Regions from separate parts of the Zea mays genome. Here regions 1 and 2 are each linked to region 3. The links are chromatin contacts, called in public Hi-C maps. All regions are on one chromosome and are shown on one strand. The core of a region is the stretch at or near the end of the contact, and the rest is flanking DNA. Distances in the headings are between cores, read along the strand shown.

Region 1 (2,700 bases), core at 119-2,618, 200 kb before region 3:
GCGGCCCGAAAGCGTCGACCTCCGCCAGCAGCTTGGCCTCAACCTCCGGGTGGCCGGCGACTAGGTACACTGCCGACGAGAGCGTGAACGCCGTGGTGGCAGACCCGGCGAGGAGGTGCTCGTAGGTGAGCGCGCTCACGTGGTCCGGCGTGAGCAGCTCCCGCAGCGCCGCACTGCGGTCCCGGGCGTCCAGCACCGCTGACAGGAAGTCCTTCCTCCTTTCGCCGTGCTGGCCGCGCCCGCGCGCCCGTGACACCACAATCTCGTCCACCCGCGCGCGCAGCCGCGCGTTGGTCCGCGCGACCCTCCAGTCGGCGGTCCCCGGGACACGGCTCAGCAGGTGCCGTACCGGGCCCTGCAGCGCGGGCGCGACGAGGCCGAGCACTACGGAGAGCGGCGCGGACAGGTCCATCTTCAGGGAGGTTGTGGAGTGCACGTGCTCCCTGATGAACTCCGCGGCCTCGCAGCCGGGACCGCTCGCCGTGAGGCCGAAATCCACGCCGAACGCCGCCTCACCGATGATGTCCGTGGCCAGCTTGAGCGAGAGGTCGGAGAAATCGACCAGCCCGTTCTCCTGAACTACCATCGCCGGTATGGCGTCCGCGGCGCGCTCGATGCAGTGCTGCATGGTGGGGACGAGGCCGGCGAGGTGCGATGGCTGGTACAGCGAGATGATTGTATTCCTCATCGCCGACCACCGTTCATCCCTGACGAGATCGCAATGCTATGTGGCGCACCTGCTCGTGGATCCAAATGCGTAGAGGAAAACGAACGAACTAAAAGTCACCTAGTGAAGAAGAGGCCCTTCTGGTGGAGAGGGGAGCCGGCGATCGGCGCCGGCAAGCTCCTGTTGGGGATGAGCTTGAACTGCCTGACGCCAACCTCCCTGCAGAGCTCTGGGTCAGCGACGATCACCAGAGGCTGCCTCCCCAAATGGAACCTGCAGCCAAGGCTAAACCTCATTCCCATTTTAATCCTGATGAAAACATCTACTAGGTGAAGTGCTGAAATAGAGCACTCGATTCTGCAAGATCAAGTCTCGATCTTATCGTTGTGGCTTTGCCACCTGAAGATCGGGCCATATTTCTTGGCGAGGAGGCCGAAGACGTCAGGTCCGTGTCGGGCGAGCAGCGGGAGGTGCCCCACGACGGGCAAGGCCGGCGGCCCCGGCACGTCCCTGATCCGCCAGTGTGGCGCGTAGAAGTAGAGCAGGAAGAAGACGCCGACGGCGCAGGACGCCACCGTGGTCACGTACGGCAACCATGCTTCCGTTCCTGCGGCGCCTGCCATCTCCATTGATGATATGATCCCAGCTTCCTAATCCTAGTTGCTATGCTCTTTCTCTCTTGTCAATCCGCAAGATACGCAGTTTGTCCCCTGAGACTGTAGGATGTCTGAAGGGCTTATTTGTTGTCCTTGATAGTGCTGCGACGTTTGCAGTAACCAACGACATGAGTGGAACCCGGTGTGTCGAGCACATTCTTGCAACTAGGGAAAGGGGAAGACGCAAAAGTTCTTTTTTCCATGTTGTCAAAGAAAAACAATAACAGAAACTGGTCAAGCCAAGAATCATGGCATCGACATCTGCTTTTGCAAGAATATATTACTACAGATAAGTTTCAGATTCTATTCTATTGGAACAAATCATCTAAACCACACGGTAGTGCTGAAAATGCATCCGTTGTCACTTAATTTCAATCCCCTAAAGACATCAAAAATCAAGACAATACAATTAAATCGAGTTTCATCCTCATCTTTTCCACTCACCATTCTCAAAGAGAAGGTAGATTGAAAGGATGAAGACGAGAATTTACATAAACAAGTAAGACATTTAATTGTAGACAAGAGTGATGCGTGATCAGATAAGAGTTAAATAAAAAGACATATAATTCACACGTGAGCGAAGTCACTCAATTATATTTCTTCTTTGGTTTATAAAACAAGAACTTGCATAAATACCTTGAGCTTCGTAAAATTACAATGAGAGAGGTAAAAAGATTATACCTTCGTATAAAGAGAAATAAATCGAGTTCCGATCGAAAAAAGTCTCACCAATGCAAAACATTGTTCCTCTATTTATAGACACGGGATATAGCTTCGGTGAATTTACAATCGTGTCCTTAAGCCTATATATTTAGACTATCATACATGCTGAGGGTATAGTGGTCTTTTCCTTCTTCTATCTACGACGAAATGAATTTCAAGGACTCCTTATGGTCTAGTCTAGCTTCATTAGTTGAGTACGCACGGCAACCGCCCAATGCTTCTACCTTCGTGTACGTGTCTGTTAGCAGTTTCGGCTGAAGATTATCTTCGGCATTAGTCCCGCAACATATGAAGCCAGATAGAAAATAGTCATTGGATTAGTGTTGAGGACCTTTAGGAGAAGAAGGCCCATACAAAATCTAACCCTATTATGACTTTTGGTGAATTAATCACAATACAAACAAAAAATAACGAGACCTATAAAGCATTTAAACTAATGTCTTACAAAAAATGCATTTGACAATTGGTGAACATCCTCCCCTCCCCACACCACCGCGACACACACCCGACCCACACAAATTCTTTAAAGAATGGATGCCACGACGTAATTGACAAGAATAAAAGTGTCATTGCGTAGCAAGACTGGGGTTTTACAGGTACTCGAGAGATGATGGATAGAGTGATGGACACAGGCTCGAAACACACAGATCCTAG
Region 2 (2,700 bases), core at 163-2,662, 180 kb after region 3:
GGAGATAAGAGCAACTCCAATAGCACCTAATATCAAAGTCTCAAACCATATTATAGGGGAAAAAAGAAAAGCATGTCTCCAGATTCTTCATGTTTTCTGAACTCTGTTATTTGTGATGCCTAGCAGTAAAAATTGTACTCCATGATGAAATAGCTATTCATGTAAACGTATGACAAAATGAAATGGATGGACTAAATTATAAAGGAATTGATTATAGTTCAAGAATACACACTGGACAGCATATGTGTTTATTTAGAGTGGATTTCTTGAAGTTGTTATTCTGTTACATATAATCAATTCACTTGATATTTACATTTTTTACTTGGAACACAACATTGTGAATCAGACTGTATGTGTGCCTGATACTCCTGTGTTTTGCCTGTGCTGTTAATCTGTTATGTGAACTGCATTTATAATGAAGTGCCTGTACCGTTATCTTCTATGTGTGTCACAAATAGTAAAGCTAGCAGTTGAAGCTAGCAATTTGTTCTTGTATGTTCTGAATTCTAAATGGTAAATAATTAAGCTACTAATTTGTACCTATATGTTCTGAATACTAACCAGACCTTTTTTACCTGTGTTCAAGCGAGCAGTTCAACAACACATTCCGAATAATACATGTGTTCAAGCGAGCAGTATGTACGTTTTGAATAATAAACCTAGAACATTTGTGGGAGTGGACGACGGGTAACAAACTGGTGGAGATTTGTGAACCGATCAAACAGGTTTTACGTAAACTATATGGAGCTGTTGGAGTACTACCTTTTTTATTGGCCTAAATACTTTTAAGGAGATCCCAATGTCTGTGTTTTGGGAGCTAATTTTTTGGTATTTGTTGGAGATGCTCTAACGTACTGTCCTACACTCCTACTATCAAAATCATATAGAAAATCATAACTTATGACATAATATCTTTAGATAATCACTATATGCCATTAGCGACAACAATATCTGTACAAAAATAAGCATATAACTAAATTATGCATCTCTATTTACCACTGCGATAGATAACCTATAGAATCCATCTATAAAAAAGGAGAATAGGGGATCCGATCTGAGCACCTCAAACCTCTCTGCTGCAAAAAATACACATGTGTTTGCAAGGATAAAAGACATCTCTCTGCAGCGACGGCCCGTGCTGGGCAACGGCAGCGGTGGCCCGTGCTAGGCGACGGCATCGGCGACCCGTGCCGGGCAACGATAGCAAAGCAGTAAATGAGAGAAGAACTTGAAGTCACTTACCACCAAGGTCTCTGCATGTCCTTGCCCCATCCATCCTTCCAGGGGGCATGTTGAACACGGCCAGGTATTGAGGAGCAGACACCGAGGCGGTTGGATGGATGGCGGCGTCGAGGTAGTTGGATGGAGCGGCGGCGCCGAGGTGGGGCGGGGTTGTGGCGTCCAGGCGGTTGGATTGGGTGGCGGCGTTGAGGCGAGGAAGACGGGCGTGGGGTGGGGTCGTGGGATTCAGACTAGACAACGTCAGAGAGCAGTCAGCTAATCTGCACCCTTCACCGTTGATCCAGCGATAACTATACAAAAGTGACATGGGCTGCACAAAGTTGAGGCCCATCATAGCGCACAGCGGCACAGGTCATGCCGAGAGCTTTCCATGGACACAGAAAACACCTCTGCTATTTCTGCTCGAGCGCCACCGCGCCGTCTGTATCCCATCGAGGAGAGCTGCACTGTCGCCCATGCTAAGCGTCACGCCATCGTCATCCCTCGTCGGGCGCCATCACCATCCTGAATGCTACCGACCTGTAGTGTATCCACCTAGCCACAGTGTGCCAATTTTTGAAGTCTGAATGGAAGTGTCAAATAAGCTCAGACTTGCAGAGTACATTCTCATCTCAGTGATGGCAGTCGAGAACTGAATTTTACACTCTGGACACAATCATTCAGCAATTCAGTGCCTGTGCAATTCTGGATACAGGCATGCAACAAGTGCAGTTTCAGTTTACAAGCAAATTTAGTTACACGCCATGTTCAGTTTACACGCCATGTGCAGTTTCAGTTACACGCCATGTTCAGTTTACTAGCTGAAAGACATGGATCACAAGGTTGGTGTTGTGTATTACAAGGTGTTAGAAGCGGATCACAAAATTCAGTTACACACCATGTTCGTCGCTGAACTGGTAGATAGTACCCCATGCCATTGCCACCATCCCTAAGTCTGATCTAGAACTACTAGGATGTCAAGGTGGATGACAACAAGGACTACTTGGCTTACAAGCTATGCGACATGAAAAGGAAGCCATCTATGGAATGTTGCAGGAATTGGTTCATAACCAGAAGAAGAAAAAGCGAGATGTCATTGGGTAGAAAAATGTAGGGGTCTTGTAAACATGCTGTGCACTACTGATGCATGGCTGGATCTATGTTCTGAAACCTAAAATGTAATCTACAATCTGAAATGTGAAATATGTGGTGCACACAAATGTGTTCTGAAATGTGTGTTTTCTGAAATCTGAGTTGCATAGAAATGCATTATGAAATGTGTATGTTCTGAAATCTGAAATGTGTATTATGTGTAGCAGTAGTATTACATCAGTTAGACAATACTGAAATGTGTATTATGTGTGTGTTCTGAAATCTGAAATGTGAAATGTGTATTATGTGTATGTTCTGAAATCTGAAATCTGAAATGTGTATGTTCTGAAATCTGAAATCTGAAATGTGTATTATGTGTATGTTCTG
Region 3 (2,700 bases), core at 4-2,503:
TATACCAACTGTCCACAACTCCTTCGATACTTGGAATATGAAGACCTTCATCTTTTGATTCGCCTTTTTCAGCTGTCGCTTTAAGTTCTCATTTGAGGGATTGTTTTCACCGTTGCAGCGCAACTTCCTGTAATGTGATCTAATTTACCATTTTCTCTGCAAAACACACATTAGTCACATATAATTTTATGTTGTCATTAATCACTAAAATCAACCAAGAATCTAGATGCTTTCACTAATTATAATATTTCTAACTAGTATTCAAATATTTCTTATGATGGAACTAAAATTTAGTTCGTGATATTCAAACAGGCTCACTTGATCTTTTTGTCACATGACAAGAGAAATAGGCCAACGAAACTGTAGACCGTACCGTAATGTGCCTCCTCAACAAAGAGGTCACATGGCTTGATGATGTGGCTCAATCCTCATGGTATTAGAACATTATCTTTAAAATATATATATGAAACCAGTTTTATATATTTCTCAGGTGGAGTATCTTTAACATATATGAAACCAGTTTTATATATTTCTCAGGAGGAAACAAAATTTTAGAACATAGAATCAGATTTAGATATTTTCAAAATTCACTAATTGTTCTAAAAATGTATTTTTAATTTTTTTCTACATTTCATTTTATAAAATCCAATTGATCTTCTAGAACTATCGCTCTCGTGCCAAACGTGGTGCCACAAAGAACTTTAGCCAAAACCACTCGCCAAAGTAAATACGACGGTTTAAGAGTTAAAAGAGTCTAAACATCTAAGTGATTTTCTAATTAAATTAAATTAGACTCACACAAAAATTCAATTAGGAGTACTGATTTCGTTGTATTCATGATAAATAGTTTGTTTGTTTGGCTTTCATTTATATCGATTTGTACAGTTTTTATAGTATTATATTATATATATATATATATGTTATAGCAGTTTGAAGGCAGACCAGCACGATCCCATCAATCAAATCAAAATCATTCAGAGTAGCAGCACTATAAAAGAAAATCATGCAAAGAAAGGATAAAAAATTTGAAATCCAATGACCAGACGACGCTCCACCGAGGCAGCAAAACTATCTCGCGGCCCAGGCCCAGACCTTCCCGCGAGCTCTGGCGCCAGTGAGAAGCTTCCATAGAAAATATCTGACACCGATCCTGCTCGGCTACTCCTCCAATCCTTCCTTCTCGTACTTTCTAGAACATTCTGTCTCCTTCCTATAAATAGCAGAACACCACCCATGTCTCCCGCCAAAACACCGACCCACCCACCAGCCTATTATACTCAACGCGACGAACTCATCTCACCACCGCGCCCTCCGCCGGATGGAGCGGCCAGACGTGACGGTCAAGCAGGAGGAGGAAGACGAAGTGGTAGTGGTGTTGGACGGCGACGGCGATGCTTGTGGGCACTGGCCGGGAGCCGGCGCGGCGCCGGAGCCTTGGCAGACGCCGGTGGGATCCGCGGTTCCGCCGTTCCTTGCGAAGACGTTCGAGCTTGTGGAGGACCCGGCGACGGACGCCGTGATATCGTGGGGCGCCGCGCGGAACAGCTTCGTGGTGTGGGATCCACACGCCTTCGCGGCGGGGCACCTTCCGCGCCGCTTCAAGCACGGCAACTTCTCCACCTTCCTCCGGCAGCTCAACACCTACGTCCGTAATCACATATCTCAATTCGTAATTAACAAACATTGCAATGTTAGTGTAGTATACTAATGCGATTCTTCTGCTATTCAATTTTGCTGATTCTCTTTACTAATTTATCGTGGACGTGCTTTGCCCGTTTGCCGTCCGCGCGCGTGCAATGCTGTGCAGGGATTCCGCAAGGTGAGCCCGGACAGGTGGGAGTTCGCGCACACCGACTTCCTCGCGGGGCAGCGACACCTCCTCGTGAACATCCGGCGCCGGCGCGGGGGCGCCGCGGGATCCACAGCATCTCCGTCTTCGGCGGGAGCCGGCGGCGACCGTGACAGCGAGCTCGAAACGCTGCGGCGGGACCGGGAGGCGCTGGCGCGGGAGCTGACGCGGCTGCGGCGCGAGCAGGAGGAGGCCCGCGCGCAGCTGCTGGACATGGAGCGGCGCGTGCGGGGCACGGAGCGGCGGCAGGAGCAGTGCACCGCCTTCCTGGCGCGCGCCATCCGGAACCCGGCCTTCTTGGACGGCCTGCTGGCGCGCCGCTGTGGCGCGCACGTAGAGGCCGGCAGGAAGCGGCGGCTGCTCGATGCCGCTGCGGCCGGCCCTGACCCAGCGGACGTCCTCGACATCGAGGAGCTGGCGATGGCTGCGGGCGCCGAGGTCGGTGTGGCTTCCATCCCAGCCGTTGCAGCGGCGCAGATTTCCAACACAGCCAACGCCACGGACATGATATGGTACGAGCTTCTCGGGGAGGAGCAGGTGGAGATCGACGCCGAGGTGCACGACCTCGTCGCGGCCGCCGCGGCTGCCACTGATGAGTTGGCGCAGCCGTGGGCGGAGATGGACGAGAAAGAGGTTGCGGAGCTTGTGCGGCAGATAGACTGCCTTGCCTCGCCGAGTCCCTGATCAGTGATCACCACGAGGTGGAGACCGTGCAGCTAGCTCCACTATTAGCCATGCATTGCCTGTGTCACTGGCAATGCCATTGGCATATGACGGCTGCTGAAGTACAATGGTGGCGCTGGTACTGTGGTACGGTACTGCAGTGCGCCACGCTCTGGATTGGACCCTAA

The links. Hi-C and Micro-C count contacts between places; a contact is called where the count stands out from the background.
Region 1: a Hi-C map of ear shows a contact between it and region 3, with 4 times the contacts expected there. The contact joins the promoter of LOC100273597 here to the promoter of LOC100283649 in region 3. A contact is called at or near these places in 3 of 25 Hi-C or Micro-C datasets (ear, leaf and tassel).
Region 2: a Hi-C map of ear shows a contact between it and region 3, with 3 times the contacts expected there. The contact joins the promoter of LOC100216778 here to the promoter of LOC100283649 in region 3. A contact is called at or near these places in 2 of 25 Hi-C or Micro-C datasets (both in ear).

Annotation. Positions count from the first base shown.
Region 1 is chr9:74,020,715-74,023,414 of Zm-B73-REFERENCE-NAM-5.0, reverse strand. LOC100273597 (putative cytochrome P450 superfamily protein) reads right to left here and starts at 1,368. Exons shown (of 4, transcript NM_001148013.1): 1 at 1,067-1,368; 2 at 1-940. The coding sequence starts at 688.
Region 2 is chr9:73,635,651-73,638,350 of Zm-B73-REFERENCE-NAM-5.0, reverse strand. It overlaps LOC100216778, which reads right to left and starts at 1,412. Exons shown (of 6, transcript NM_001143177.1): 1 at 1,243-1,412. The coding sequence starts at 1,291.
Region 3 is chr9:73,819,616-73,822,315 of Zm-B73-REFERENCE-NAM-5.0, reverse strand. LOC100283649 (heat shock factor protein HSF30) reads left to right here and starts at 1,253. Exons shown (of 2, transcript NM_001369296.1): 1 at 1,253-1,690; 2 at 1,808-2,700. The coding sequence starts at 1,319. The coding sequence ends at 2,533.